Regions from separate parts of the Ovis aries genome. Here region 2 is linked to region 1. The links are chromatin contacts, called in public Hi-C maps. All regions are on one chromosome and are shown on one strand. Each heading gives the region's core, a stretch centred on a gene start, on an enhancer-like site or on the middle of the called end of the contact. The rest is flanking DNA. Distances are from core to core; before and after follow the strand shown. Region 1 overlaps ACO1 (aconitase 1). Region 2 holds the start of LOC101113728 (clusterin).

Region 1 (7,301 bases), core at 1,933-4,432:
GCGTATGGTTGAGTCCCTTTGCTGTTCACATGAAGCTACCACGACACTGTTAATAGGCTATACCCTAGGGCAAAGTTAAACATTTAAAAAAAAAAACAACACACACAACTATAAGTGGGGAGAAAAGGGTTTGGGGTGGGGTGGAGACTGTGCCTATCAGTTCCCTGGAAAGTTTCTATAGTTTGAAAGGCTTTCAGGTGATTCACTGAGAACCTCTGTGCTATGGTTTAAAGTACAGACAACACGCCCTCTGAATTACTTACTGAGCACATCTAAGACAGACAGAGTGGATTTTTTAAATCTGTGCAGACATCAGAAAGAGGTTTATTCTGTAATTCATATGGTTTATTCACCTTGCTTCTCACACTTTCCTAAATATACCCTTCCTGATTTTTCCTAGCTTGCAATCCAAAGTAACATAACATCACTGCATCTCTTAGAGTTTACTTCAGTTCACTCTCAAGATTAGCTGTGCTTCCTTTTCTTCTGTTTAAAGAGAAATTAATTGGTCCTGCTCCCAAACTGACTGCTGTGTATCTAAACATCATGCTACTTATAAACAGCTTTTTGTCAAAAGTGAGATTCCAAGAATGTCTATGTAAATATAAACACGATTGAGGTCAGAACCATTCAGGCCAGCAAACCACCATGCTGGTCGACTTGGTTCTTTTACAAACGAGAGAGCTAGAAATGTTCGTTTTTTTGCTTTATTTGATGCAGATGCATCTGGGAAGCTGGAATAGCTAAATATCTCTGAATATTCTCAGCATGTGTGTGTTAGTCACTCAGTTTTTGTCCGACTCTTAGCGACCCCAAGAACAGCAGCTGGCTAGGCTCCTCTGTCCGTGGAATTCTCTAGGCAAGACTACTGAAGTGGGTTGCCATTCCCTTCTCCATGGGATCTTCTCAACCCAGGGATCAAACCCAGGTCTCCTGTGTTTCAGGCAGATTCTTTACTGTCTGAGCTACCAAGGAAGCCCAATTTTCAGAGACCAAATCATTTCTTTGATCTTCCTAGCTGTTCATAAAAGTACTTGGGGAAAAAGAAAAACACAAAAAATAATACAAAAATCTCTTAAATGTGATACTTGCAACCAAAAGAATTTTAAAGGAGAAGTCATAAGTGCAATTATCTATTCTGGCAGAGAATGGGGGGAAAAAAGGTAGTGCTGTTGTATGAAAAATGGGGCAAGAAAGAATGGTCATGTCCTAGGTCTCGAGTGGCCAAGTGAGGGCCCTTGGCTTTGTGCAGGAAAGAATTCAAGGTGAGCCATGGTAAAGTGAAAATGGGTTTTTTTTAGAGAGACCCACACTCTGTCCATAGATAGAGTGTGGGCCATCTCCTAAGGTGAGAGGTGGCCTAGGGCATGGGGTCCTCTTGGAAAGGGGACCAGACCCCGAGTGTAGGGGTGGTTGGTTTCTATGGGCTGGGGAATTTCACTGGATACTGAGGAGGAGGAATATTCTAGCTATCTTGGTGAGGGGGTGGGGATTTCCAGGAACTGGGGCAACTCCTGCTTTTTGACTTTCTATGGTTGGCCCTATAACTGTCATGGCACCTGTGAGACATTTAGTATATGCTAATTACAGGGCTTCCCTGGTGGCTCAGATGGTAAAGAATTTGCCTGCAATGCAGGAGACCTGCATTCAATTCCTGGGTCAGGAAGACTCCTGGCGAAGGGAATGGCAACCCACTCTGGTATTCTTACTGGTGAATTCCATGGACAGAGGAGCCTGGCGGGCTACAGTCCATGAGATCCCAGAGTCAGACATGACAGCATTAATGTGTTACAGCGAGTGTACAATGAGGCTCAAGGTCTGTGGGAAACTGAGTCTCCTGCCATCTTGAATCTAGTGGTTTCTACCCAGCTTCTGTCATATCCTCAGAATATGTTCTTCTTTCAAAGGCTGCATCCTGTCCTCTTCCCTCCTGTCTCAGTGCAGAAGGAGGGTCTTGGAGAAGGAATGGCTTTATAAGAATATTAGCAAATCCATCAGCACATTTTTCTCAGGCACTGATTAATGCAAGGTGCACTTTACACCACAGAAATTAATGAGACTCTGCCTTCAGAAAGCTTTGCAGTCACACAATAACTTGTCACTCTGGGTTACAATTTTAACTTATCACAAGTTAACTTATTACAATTTTAACTAACTCTTTTGTCTCATCCTGGACCACTGGCCAGAGTGCTCCACATATATTCCTAGAGTTTTTAAAAGAGCTGTAACAGTTTTTGAAGGATTTAGTTTCATTCGATGGAGAAGGAAATGGCAACTCACTCCACTACTCTTGCCTGGAGAATCCCAGGGACAGAGGAGCCTGATGGGCTGCCGTCTATGGGGTCGCACAGAGTCGGACACAAATGAAGCAACTTAGCAGCAGCAGCAATTTCATTCGAAATAAGCCACAGAACCTTTCTAGGCCTCAGTTCCCCAGTCTGTAACACAGGGCTACTTGATGATCTAAAAAGTCCTTTCTGGGTGAAAAAGATTCTATAATTCATTCATTCATTTGTTCAATGTATCTTTAGATTAACCATGTAATATGTCTTAGGCACTCAGGAACAAAATTGACAAAGCTCCCTCATGGTGCTTCCATTTCAGTAGGGGGAGACTAAACAAATAAATACAGAAACAGAATGTCAGGCTGTGACCGGTTCCATGGATAAAGCAGGACCAGGCAGTAGGGCATGTTCTGTGAAGTGTTATCAGGTGATCAAAGAAGACCTCACTGACATGGAGCCACTTGAGAAAAACTGTGGAGGAAGTGAGGGGAATCTGGAGGAGGGGTCAGATCACATGCGAAGGCCCCGAGGTGGGTCTGAGGGAAGGCAGAAGGGGTGAGCGAGGGCAGGAAAGGAGAAGACTGAGGTTGGGTATAGCAGAGCCCGTCACCGTAGGAACTCGGACCAAGGGCCAACCACAAAGTGCGCTCCTAACTTTAGAAGTGGTTTAAACTGTACATTTCCAACACCAGAATTTAGGTTTGGTAAGATACTAACTCATAATATGAAAACATCTGATTGTCATTTAAGAAGTAGCTACTTCCTGAAATCTAACCTTTCTGTTCCTCCAAACTTCATTAAGTCACATTGGAAATTTTCAGGATGTATCATAGAAGTGATCATGACTCACTCAGCAGATGTGCACAGCCACAGCCAAAGGCAGTGGTCAGAATTTGGGTGGATCATAGCCCTGTGACCACGGCACTGTCTGAACAAGCCCCTCTCGCCTCTTTGAGGCTCAGTGCCCAAGATGGCACATCACCGCATGCAATTCCCAACACAGAAAGCTTGCCTGACACATCTTTTAAGCTCATTTAAAGTTAACTACAGTAGCACAAACCCCAAAGAGCAGAAATAGTTATTTTTATTTTCTGGTATCACTACGAGCTAATATAGATAGGTTCATAAGAAAGTCTTGGTGAACTTCACATTTATTATTCTGGAGATGCACTGAGGAAGGCAAGTCACTGTGTGGTCGTGGAACATTTGTCCAGAGAGTAAAGGAAGAAGCAGGGCAGGGAGGGGTCTTCCTTGGTGGTCCAATGGCTGACTCTGTGCTCCCAGTGCAGAGGGCTCCATTTCCATCCCTGGTCAGGGGACTAGATCACAGGTTGCAACTAAGACCCAGTTCGGCCAAATAAATAAATAAATAAATAAACTTTTAAAAAAGGAAGCAGCAGCAGCAGCAAGGGCAGGACCCATCAGAACTAGGCATCTTAACTAGCCCCGCTCTGGACCTCATCCTCTTCTCTTTGAGGCCAGTCCTCTTTAAGGCTGCCCTTCTTAAACTGCGGTTCCCTACCCTGCAGCAACCCACCATCACCAGTAGGGTTTCCAAAACGACACCTGCAGAGACCCCAGCCAAGCCCTGATATATCTGAGTCCCAAGGGCAAGGGAAGCGACGTGAGTCCCTCGAGCTCCTACCTCACTTAGTAGTTCCTTGGTAATGAACTTCTCTAACTCGAATTTTAGAAATTAGAAAGAATGTCACCACAAAAGGGTTGGGCATCAGGATGCCAGAGGTCACTCCGGGCAGCATTTCTCTCCATGAATTCACCGAGGTTCTGAGGTGATCTGCCCCCACCCACTTCAGCACTGCTGGGATCCAACAGTGATGACTCATGCTGGTCAATTTCTCAGAAGTTTGAGCTATAAACCCACATTTCTTGGTTTTCCAGAAGAAAGGCAGCAGCAGGGAGGACCTGATGCTACTGTTTTTTTTCCCCCACAGTCAGGTGGTTAGGAGTGGGAAAGCAGCTGCCAGATAGCAGGAGTGCTGAAAGGGAACTCAAAGTCAAGTGCATCTGCCCTTAAGCCCAGCTCTTGAGCAATAATGCTGTAACCCCATCTCAGTGGCCCACAGGGCCACACAGCATCCACATGCAATGGCCACTTCACTGGGTCAAAGATGGGACAAGCATTAGAGCAGCATTTGACTACGACGCATCTGGTTTCTGAGCTGCTGGTCTGTCCAAGAAAAGGGACTACTGCAGATTCAGTTTTACATTCAACCGTGAAAGACACTGGTTTGACTTTGATGGGATAAAGACATAGCGCTCCCCCCGCCTCCCCGCCATCTTCAATTACACAGACTGGTCAGGAGGTTATGACATGATCAAGCAGTCCATCCCGCAGCAGTGGTGGATGCAGGCCGATAAAGGGAACTCCACGGGGGATTCCCTGGCGGCCCAGTGGTTAGGGCTCCACACTTCCACTATAGAGGGCGGGTTCAATCCCCGGTCAGGGAACTAAGATCCCATATGCCTCACAATGCTGCCAAAGACAGACAAAAGAAGCATCGAAGGAGAGCACCTGATCCAGTATGGGAAGGGGTCAGGAAGGCCTCTGGGGATAGGTGACACCATGCAGGAGTCTTGGAGAACTACACTGAGGGAGGGAATCAGGGAAAAAATATTCCGGGCAGAGAAGACAGCACATGTGAAGGTATGGAAGTGAGACCCCGTGGATGTCACAGAGCTGTTCCACGCGTCTGAAGGGGAGGTTCATGATGGCGGAGCTCAGAGGAGAGGGGAAGGGTGGGGCCCGTATCACGAGGGACCTTGAAGAAAGGTGCAGAAAGACTTGAAGGGAGACATGTTAAAAGGTTCTTAGCTGAAATCTTCAAGATCTGATTGGATATTATACATCCCTCTGGTAGAGGTGGCTTCCCAGGTGGCGCTCATGATAAAGAACCCACCTTCCAATGCAGGAGACATAAAGAGATGTGGGTTGGATCTCTGGGTTGGGAAGATCCCCTGGAGGAGGGTGTGGCAACCCACTCCAGTATTCTAGCCTGGAAAGCCCCATGGACAGAGGAGCTCAGTGGTCTACAGTCCATAGGTTGTACAGAGTAGGACACGATGGAAGCGACTTAGCATGCAGGCACGCTGGTTGAGATAGGAGCTGACTTGGGGGAAGGATGCTAGGCTGGCATCAGGGAGGCAGGTTATGGTGCTGTTGCAGTCATCAAGTCAGAAGTGGGGGGCAGGGCAACAGATCCCGGGGGCAGCTAAGAAAGGAGAACGGGCTGAGGGTGGGGGAGGAAGAGCGATCTCGGATGGCTCTGTGTTCCCCATCTGCGCAACGTGGCAGAGCCAGTGACCAGGACAAACACCTGGGTACTGCTTTCAGACGGAGAATTTGCCTTGAAGAGGAATGGCAGGCAGCAGCACACATGGGCCTGGAGCTCAGGAGGTCTGGGCTAAGAGAAGTGTGGACAGGCCTCTGCTGTGAGTGCTACATCACTCCATGGCGCTGCAGCCAGCTGACGTGAGCTGAGCCCCTGTGGAGTGCCCGACACTTTGTCCACAGCATCTAATATGGTCCCTCAACAACTGTGACATAGGGATCACCCCCCAGCTGCACAGATGAGAAGACTGAGGATCGCAGACGATACGTATTGATAACCTGTCAACACCCCATGGCTGGAAAGTGGCCAGTTTGTGTTTTGTTTTTAGTTGCTCAGTTGTGTCCGACTCTGCAACCCCATAGTCTATAGCCCGCCAGGCGCCTCTGTCCATGGGAGTTTCCAGGTGAGAATACTGGAGTGGGTTGCCCATCCCTTCCCCCGAGGATCTTCCCAACTCAGGGATCGAACTCATGTCTCCTGCATTGGCAGGCAGGCTCTTTACCACTGAGCCACCAGTGGCCAACTCCCTTGCCCTATGCGTTTCCAAACAAGCAGAGAATCTTATAGTTACTCCTCATCCAAAAACCTACATTAACCAAATAGATTTAAAAAGTTAAATCTCACTTTTTAAAACAATCTTCCAACTCTAAAGTACATATGTGAGGACTAGATAATTTGGATAATTTGAGGTAGTCATGTCCGACTCTTTGTGGACTATAGCCCACCAGGCTCCTCTGTCCATGGGATTCTCCAGGCAAGAATACTGGAGTGGGTTGCCATTCCCTTCTCCAGGGCATCTTCCTGACTCAAGTATCAAACCACGGTCTCTTGCATTGAAGGCAGATTCCTTACCATCTGAGCTACAAGGGAAGCCAATAGAGTAGTGAGGACTAGATAGCTGCCCTCTAATTGCCCCTAAAATACCCTTGATTTCAGTATAAATTTGTATAGATGTATATTTCAGTATAGATGATTATATATAGTAATCATACATATAGATTAAATTACATATAGTATATGTAATTTCAGTACCGATGGCTTCTGAAGTATGGGTTGATGTAAAAAATCCATTATCAGGCATCACCAGCCTTAAAATGTAACTGATTCCTTATCTGAGCAGATAAGGTTTTATGAAACATAACAATTCTTATTGTTTTGGCTGTGCCACAAGGCTTGTGAGATCTGAATTCCCTGACCAGGAATAGGATCCGTGCTCCCTGCAGCGGAAGCTCAAGTCCTAACCGCTGGACTGCTGGGGCAGGCCCAGCATAACATAGCAAGTGCTGGTCTTGATGCTACCACTATTACACAACTATCCTGAGTATGTCTGTGTAGTTCTCGCATGTAACCAACTGTCCACAATGATTCGTTCACTTCTCTTTACAACCAAAAGTTCCAACCTGGTAAGTCTGTAGCAGAACTCTTTCTTAGACCGACACGCCTCCTTCAAGAGCTAAGCCACAATGTGTACTTTGCTTTGTAAGTTTACAGTCATGATCATGAAAGGATGATGAGGTTGAAGAATAATGAAATGCTCCATCCGTGTCAGTTTGAGCAAGAGCCCAGGCAATTCCCACAGTTCAAAGATGGGTTTCCTCAAAGTTCTGAAGTCACAGAAACAGAAATGAGAGAGAAGCCCACTAGCACTCATACTGAGCAGCCTTGC
Region 2 (7,301 bases), core at 1,667-4,166, 480 kb before region 1:
TCTGAGATTGTCCCTTGCAGGAGCCAGACTCTGACTTCAACAAGCTGTACAGACAACTAACTCTGTGGACAGTTTTCTAGATGATTTCACGCGTGGAGGTAGTGAGCACTCATTTATTGGGGGCATCCAAACAGAGGCCAGGCTGACCACCTGATGGGAATGTGGCAGTGGTGGTGGTAGTTGGGGGCAGTTGAGAATCAAGTAGTGGAATCTAAAAAAAAAAAAAAGGTATAAGGGGACTTCCCTGGAGGTCTGGTGGTTAAGACTTTGCCTTCCAATGCAGGGGGTAAAGGTTCGATCCCTGGTTGGGGACCTAAGAGCCCATATGACTTGTGGCCAAAACTCAAAACATAAAACAAAAGCAATATGGTAACACATTCATTAAAAAAAAAAAAACTTTAAAATAAATATAAAAAGAGTATAAACGAATGCATCTACAAAACGGAAACTAAAGTACAGATGTAGAAAACAAACTTATGGTTGCCCAGAGGTAAGGGGAGGGGAGGGATCAAAATTGGGAGATTTGGACTGACATATACACAGTACTATATATAAACTAGGTAACTAATAAGGACCTACTGTATAGCACAAGGAGCTCTATTCAACAGCTTGTAATGACCTATATGAATAAAGAATGTAAAAGAGTGGATATGTGAATATATAACTGATTCACTTTGCTGTACACCTGAAACTGATACAACATTGTAAAAAATCAACTACATTCCAATGAAAGTTAAAAAGAAAGAATCAACTATTGGGTGAGGGCTTTAGACTATTTAAAATCTAGTTTATGCATTTACGGTGCACTTTTCCCCTTTAGGTTTCATCTTCTGAGCCTTGTGTGCTTAGTGGGGAGCTGGAGTCATCAAGTAATTGCTCCCAGAGGACCACAGTTGAGGCTGTGAATCATGTTATTTTCTCCCAGTCCCTTCTTCTCCTCCCTTCCCCTGCTTCAGCTGACTAAGGCAGATATCCTTATCTTGTCCTCCAAAGTCTGATTTTGAAAAAAATATAATTATTACAGATTTGTGCTTACTGTACCAGATGCTGGGGAGTCACAGAACAGAAAAGTTACAAGGAGGGAGCTCAAAGAGAATCCATCTGGTCTGGGGGCATTGATAGAATGCGAAAGAGGTAGCAGTTTCCATAGAAAATGTAGCTGTTACTGATAATTAGACTTTTTCAGGAAGATAAAGTGAAGCCTCATGGGAGAAATACTGTTGCAAATTCTGGTTGGATTTTTTTTTTTTTTCTTCTTCCTTCTGGGCTGATGATCTTCTCACACTTGGCATTGCTCCTGGTGACGTTGAAGGGGACCTCAGAGATGATACATTCCAGATTCCTCATTGTCCAAAAGGAAGAAACTTGAGAACTGAGGAGCCCGGATGGGGTGTGGGGGTTAAAATCTTCGGGCTGGCCAAGGTCACCCAGATCCTCAGGATGGAGCTAAGAGCTCCGTCAGAATTCTATGCAACACTCCTCCCCCCTTTTGCTCCCACATACACTTTCTCCCTGTTTTTCACTTGCCTAGAAGCTCCCTCTGTGCTCTGTCCTGAAAAGGGTGGAGTTCTAGTTGCCCCGAACCTTGGGCAACCAGGGACTGGGTCTGAAGCTGTATGTTGAAAGCTGTGAGCAGGAATACTCAGCCCCTTGCCATAGGACTCTCCTCTTTGCCCCTCATCTCGCCGGTTTTCAGTTGGCAAGTGAACCAAACTGTCCCCACCTGCCCTGCACACCCATCTTCACCCAGCCAGGGCGAGAACCACCCTCAAGCCCCTAGGCCTTTCTCTTAGGGCTCAAACATCCTGGACCAGAGTGCCTGACTCGGTTTCTTCCCCACGAAGTATTAATCGCTATGCCTGTGGTGCTTCTGGGTTGGTCCCCTCCCTGCCAGGGGGTGGCATAAGGGCTCCCACCCCTCATCCCCATCAAAGCCCCCTGCCACAGGGAGTCTGTTGGCAAGCTTCCTCCTGCCAGCAGAGGGAACTTGGGGCTGGTGGAGATGAGTGAAGGCTTTTGCAAACAGGATCAGCAGCATAATTTGAGAGGCCCTGGGCACAAGGAAAACGCAGGGCCCCTTGTTCAAACACGATTGAGAATTTCAAGACTTGGACAGTAGCTCATCAAATAATGCGCGGGGCAGCAGGGTACCATGTTCATGAAGCCCACTCGGTTTGGCTGAATCTCAGGTGGATGGGGACAACATTTAGTTAAGGTCCAGGAATCAGAGAGTCAGGGAGGCCTTATGATTTCCCAAACGGATGCTCTGTTCATTCCCAAGAACCTGTTTCTGTTCCTGCCGCCTAGCAGGTCTGCCGTGGGATCACCAGGTCACTGTAGTGGTTTGGGAAGCGGTCATTTCACTCTTTCTGCGTTCCTTCTCTATCACGACATCCCTCTCCATTACAGCCCCGTTATTTCTGATGCTGTTAAATGGAGCCGGAGGAGTGGCGCAAGTGAGAAATTAACGTTCAATCGGGCAGCGGAATTGTGAGTTTTGATTTGGGAGTAGGCACCAGCCTGGGGCGCGGAGCATCCCTCCACTTCTGCGGAGCTGGGGGCTCGCCGTGCACGTTAATTCAGGCTCTTCCCTCCTGGGGGCGCCGTGCCCCAGCTCTGAGCCCCAAGGGTGCGATCCCGCACCCCAACGTCTGTCTCCGCTGGAGCCTTTCGCGGTGCCAAAGCGCCCCCCTGCGCCCCCCGCTGAGTGCTGCACCGGATCTCTCCCCCCCTCCACCCCCAGCCAACTGCCCGCCCCCCGCATCTCAGCACCCCCTCCCGCGCGGGCTTCCAGAAAGCTCCCGGTGCTTTCTACGGCATTCTTTGGGCGTGAGTCATGCAGGTTTGCAGCCAGCCCCAAAGTGGGTGTATACGCAGCGGAGCGCTATAAATACGGGCGCCTCACGGTGCTGTGCACGCGGCGTGGCCAGGAGGAGCGCGCGGGCAGCGGTGACTGGTGAGACGTCCCCACCGTTCCAGTTCCCTACGTGGAGCCCCGCCGCCGGGACGATGAGCGAGGGGGTGGGGGTGGAGGTGGCCGCCAGGCTAGGAGAGGATGATCGCTGGTAGTTACAGGGCTGTCAGAGGGGCGCTTTGAGTGGAGTCGGGAGATCAGGGAAGGCAGGTGACCGGAACCCCATCGCCTGCGAGCCTGGCGGGGTCCGAAAATTGCTGGGGTCGGCGCACAAGCAAGGACTCGGGAGCCCTTTTGCTCATGAACTCCAGTCACAGTTCTGTGGGGGTAAACAGGATAGGTGTAGTGAACCTCTTTTTGTAAAGATGGGGAAATTGACATTTGGAGGACTGCCGCAGACGCTGGAGGCCAGGCTAGTTAGTGGCAGAGCTGGCCCGCTCTGAGAGCCTTCCTGCAGCATTTTCCTTGGAAAGGCGCTGATATCTCCAGGGGTGGCAGTCAGCTTGAGCGCGTGAGTCATCTTGTTTGCTCCCGAATTCTCTAGTTCTCTGGCTAGTGTGTTTATAAGTATGATGTTTTAAGTATACATTGTGTGCGTGCTCCATCGTGTCCGACTCTGGTACCCCATGGACTGTAGCCTGCCAGGCTCCTCTGTCCACGAAATTCTCCAGGCAAGAATACTGGAGTGGGTTGCCATTTTCTCCTTCAGGGGATCTTCCCAACTCAGGGACGGAACCGCATCTCTTGAGTCTCCTGCATTGGCAGGCAGATTCTTCACCACTGAGCCACCTGGAAAAACTCTTTCTCCTTCCTAATGCCCCAGAGTACATCAGAGAAACGTGCCACACAACCTCCATCAGATTTCAGACGTCTGATTCAAAACTGTCACAATTTATAGATGAAAATCTGGAAGAATAAACAGAAAGAAAAGTCTCCAAAGATAAACAGAAAGTAGGTATCACAATTGGGATTAGAACCCAAGTCTTGACCTTCCAGAATTTCTGGACTTACTGAAAAAAAGAAGCTGATTATTACTATTTAAGAGTGAGGTTAAGAATTTAAGAGTAAGTACAAATTCTATAAAAGGATGCTCTTGAGAGTGTTCATTATAATAATAGTCAGAAATTAAAGACAATTTAAATGCTCAGCCTTGTGGGATGGCAAAACAAGGTACACCAGAAAAAAGACTATTACGCAGCCATGAAAGTATGCTTTTAGAGTGTATTTGAAGATAGTAGATGTAAAGGACCCAATTGCACAGAAAAGAGGAAAGATACCGCAGTGCTATTGTTTGCCTCTGGAGGGTGTGAATTACAGGTGAATTGTTTTGTTTTTCATTTAGGTAGAGTTTACTTATTTGGGGAGGGAGTAGGAGGGGAGCTTGGGCTTTGGACCCTGCAGCTTACTCTGCCTGACGGTGTCCTCCCCATGGCTTCTTCTGGGGAAAGGAGGGCCTTTGAGTGGCTTGTTTAATCAGAGCAGTTGGCAACCAGGTGCCTTGGTCTGAAAATGGGAGGGGAGGGGAGTTAGTGCAAAGGGAGGGTAATTTGGCTGCACAGCCGCTGTTCTCATACTGTCTGTTCTTCGGCTAGTATCAGTATTGCTACTGCTGCTGCTGCTAAGTCGCTTCAGTCGTGTCCGACCCCATGCAGCCTCATAGATGGCAGCCCACCAGACTCTGCCGTCCCTGGGATTCTCCAGGCAAGAACACTGGCGTGGGTTGCCATTTCCTTCTCCAATGCATGAAAGTGAAAAGTGAAAGTGAAGTCATTCAGTCATGTCTGACTCTTTGTGACCCCATGGACTGCAGCCTACCAGGCTCCTCTGTCCATGGGATTTTCCAGGCAAGAGTACTGGAATGGGTTGCCATTGCTGTCTCCAAGTATCAGTATTACTTGGAAGCTTTTTAGCACAGCAGTCTCGGAATCAGAATCTGGTGTGATAACAAGACTCCTGGCTAATTCCCAGGTACTTTTAAGAAGCCGATTGCTTCATTAAGGCAAAGCCTGCAGCAGGGAAGGACTGCAGGTGGCTTCTGTGTGCCTGCTTCAGTTTCTCTGTCCCAGTCTCTACATGTAGGACATGTCTCTACATGTCCTCCCACTTCCCTGAAAGATATCGTGCCAGTGCCCACAGTTGGTCCTACGTCTATTTTTGAAGGAGTCAGAATTTCCTGTGGTGACATAAGACTCTTGTGTTTACAGAACAAATTCAAATCTCTGAGGTCTGTATTAGGTCCGTTTTACAGATGGAAAAACTGAGGCTCCAATTTCAGTGACTTGGTGTCAAGGAAAGAACACTGGACTGGGGGATTGGGAGGGCTGGGTTCTCAATCCTGGGGTTGCCACCTGCTGGTAGGCCTTGGGGAGCCCCATCGTGTTTCTGGGTTCTGCCTCCCCTCTGAGGTGGAGGATTGTATGGGAGACAGGTCCCTGTCCCAGCTCTCAGCTCCATGGCTCCCATGGTCTCCAGACTCCTGATGGCAGATCCTGTACTGACCCCTGGGTTTCTGGACTCCTCATCCAGTGCTCTTGCCTTTGACTTCCCTGACTTCCCTGCATCTCTTTTCCTTAGGACCCAGTGCCCTGTCTGCCGGTCCAAGCCTATTTCGAAGACTGGTATATGGGTTTCTCAAAAGCCTTCACTTATGGGGGGTGCTCTGCTGGAGGGGTGTTTCTCTCTGGCTTTGTCTCTCTGGCATGACAAAGCCTCTGTCCCTGCTTGAGGCGTTTCAGGCCTCAGTGAGCAGCTGGGGCAGTGCCTGGCAGACCTGAAATAGCGCCCTGGCTCAGCCGCCCACCCACCATCTCTGGAGAGGTCAATGACCCGCTCTCCTCTCCCACGCTGCTCAGGGACCACAGCCCAGCTGCGTTACTAATTGCATCTCAGAAGAGACTTGCCTTATTCATGTTCTCCCAGGGTCTCAGCCTACGGAGCTGAGAGCAGCTTTGGAGTGAGCGTCATTCCAGGAAGGGGAGAGCCCCTTCCCGTTCTTGTTAGGGGAAGCGGGTGAGTTCAGATGATAAGTTGCGGGGAGGGGTGCAGCGGGAGGGATGCGGGGGGAGGGGTTTCTGTTTTGCAACAACTTCAGCTTTGGGGAAAGGATCCATTGTGTAAGACCAGCTGGTCCAGGGTTCAGGCAGCCAGCCGAGTGTGGTGGAAGGACCTTGGCAGACGCGCTGTGGTGTGTTAAGAGAGACCAGCTGAGTGAAAGGGACCTGGCAGAGCAGAGAGGCTCTCCTCCCAGCAGGACTTCTTTTGGGGAGGCTCCTTGCCCTCGCCCCTGCCGACGCCACATCCCCCTCCCCAATCCTTTGGCTTTGCCCCTCCCTTGCTATGCTCCCTGGAGACCACTGTCCTCGCCTTGCTCCACTCTCATCCACACCTCCTGCCTCAAGTCTCACGCTGGTGATGACAAATGGATTTATTTTCCTGTGCCAACCCAGAGGGTCTGAGGCTGTCAGTGCCTCAGGCCCTCAAAACAGCCTCAGACCCTCGAAAAGCACTTTCAGGAGGTGTCGAGACATGGCTGGGGACAGTGCTGTGATCGACTGGTGATGCCTGCTGCGGGCAGGCTTGGTGATGTCAACAGCAGGGAGCTGGCTGCACTCTGGGCTGCAGTCCCCACGTTAGGGGGATGGAATAGGCCGGATGAGTGACCCAGGAGAGGTGTGTTCAGAGTTGAATTTGGTGTGAGCAGGTATCATCAGATGGATGTCCTCTCTGGATGCAGATGGTTCCTGTGCCTTTTTCGGGCACAGTCAGCTATGATGAGAAGAGGAGGAGGAGGGGGAGGAACAGGCGGAGGGTAGCTTGGACCTGAGTCCGGTGGTTCTGACTCCAGATCCTCGTTTCGTCTGTATGAGGCTGCTTTCCTGCGGTTCTTCCCGGTACCCGCTGCCTCCCACTTTCTTTTGAAAGTGCCCATTGGCAAGACTGATCCTTTCCTGTCCAGTCCCTGGGATAAAAAGGTGTTAATGCAAGTAAGGGCATAGCGGAGGGCCAGGCCTCAGCAGGGCTCCAGGAGAGCAGGCGGCAGGCTGGGCCGGAGACCAGCGGGCTGTCTAGCTGTTGCCATGACAGTTCCCTGTTCTCTACAAACAGAGGCGTGCTGGGATTCCAGAAGTGGAGAAGGAGGCAAGATGAAGACTCTACTGCTCTTGGTGGGGCTGCTGCTCAGCTGGGAGAGTGGCCGGGCAATCTCGGACAAAGAGCTCCAGGGTAAGTGACCAGGCCCCCAGGGGTCAGAGACCATTTCCGCCCTGTTCATCGGATCTGGTTTGCTCTGCTCAGGCCCCTCTCTGAGCCCTCTGTCGCCAGCCCAGGCTCCTGGTGGTCAAGTTGTCTTCCAGGCACTTTCAGGTGGAACCCAAGCCCTTTCTGACTG

The links. A called contact is a pair of places that touch in the nucleus more often than the background predicts.
Region 2: a Hi-C map of skin fibroblasts shows a contact between it and region 1, with 2.8 times the contacts expected there. The contact joins the promoter of LOC101113728 here to the enhancer-like site in region 1. A contact is called at or near these places in 2 of 16 Hi-C or Micro-C datasets (skin fibroblasts and tail adipose tissue).

What each region holds. Positions count from the first base shown.
Region 1 is chr2:101,551,547-101,558,847 of ARS-UI_Ramb_v3.0, reverse strand. The region is part of intron 1 of ACO1 (aconitase 1); the gene reads right to left. Among named protein-coding and RNA genes, the nearest start is that of ACO1, 9.1 kb to the right of the region's middle. Within about 2 kb of position 3,182, at least 7 of the 54 cell types and tissues checked have an H3K27ac peak or open chromatin away from gene starts, as enhancers often do. A contact at or near this core is called in tail adipose tissue, where this site is marked.
Region 2 is chr2:102,029,744-102,037,044 of ARS-UI_Ramb_v3.0, reverse strand. LOC101113728 (clusterin) reads left to right here and starts at 2,916. Exons shown (of 11, transcript XM_060411033.1): 1 at 2,916-2,956; 2 at 3,738-3,865; 3 at 4,507-5,923; 4 at 7,019-7,135. The coding sequence starts at 7,057.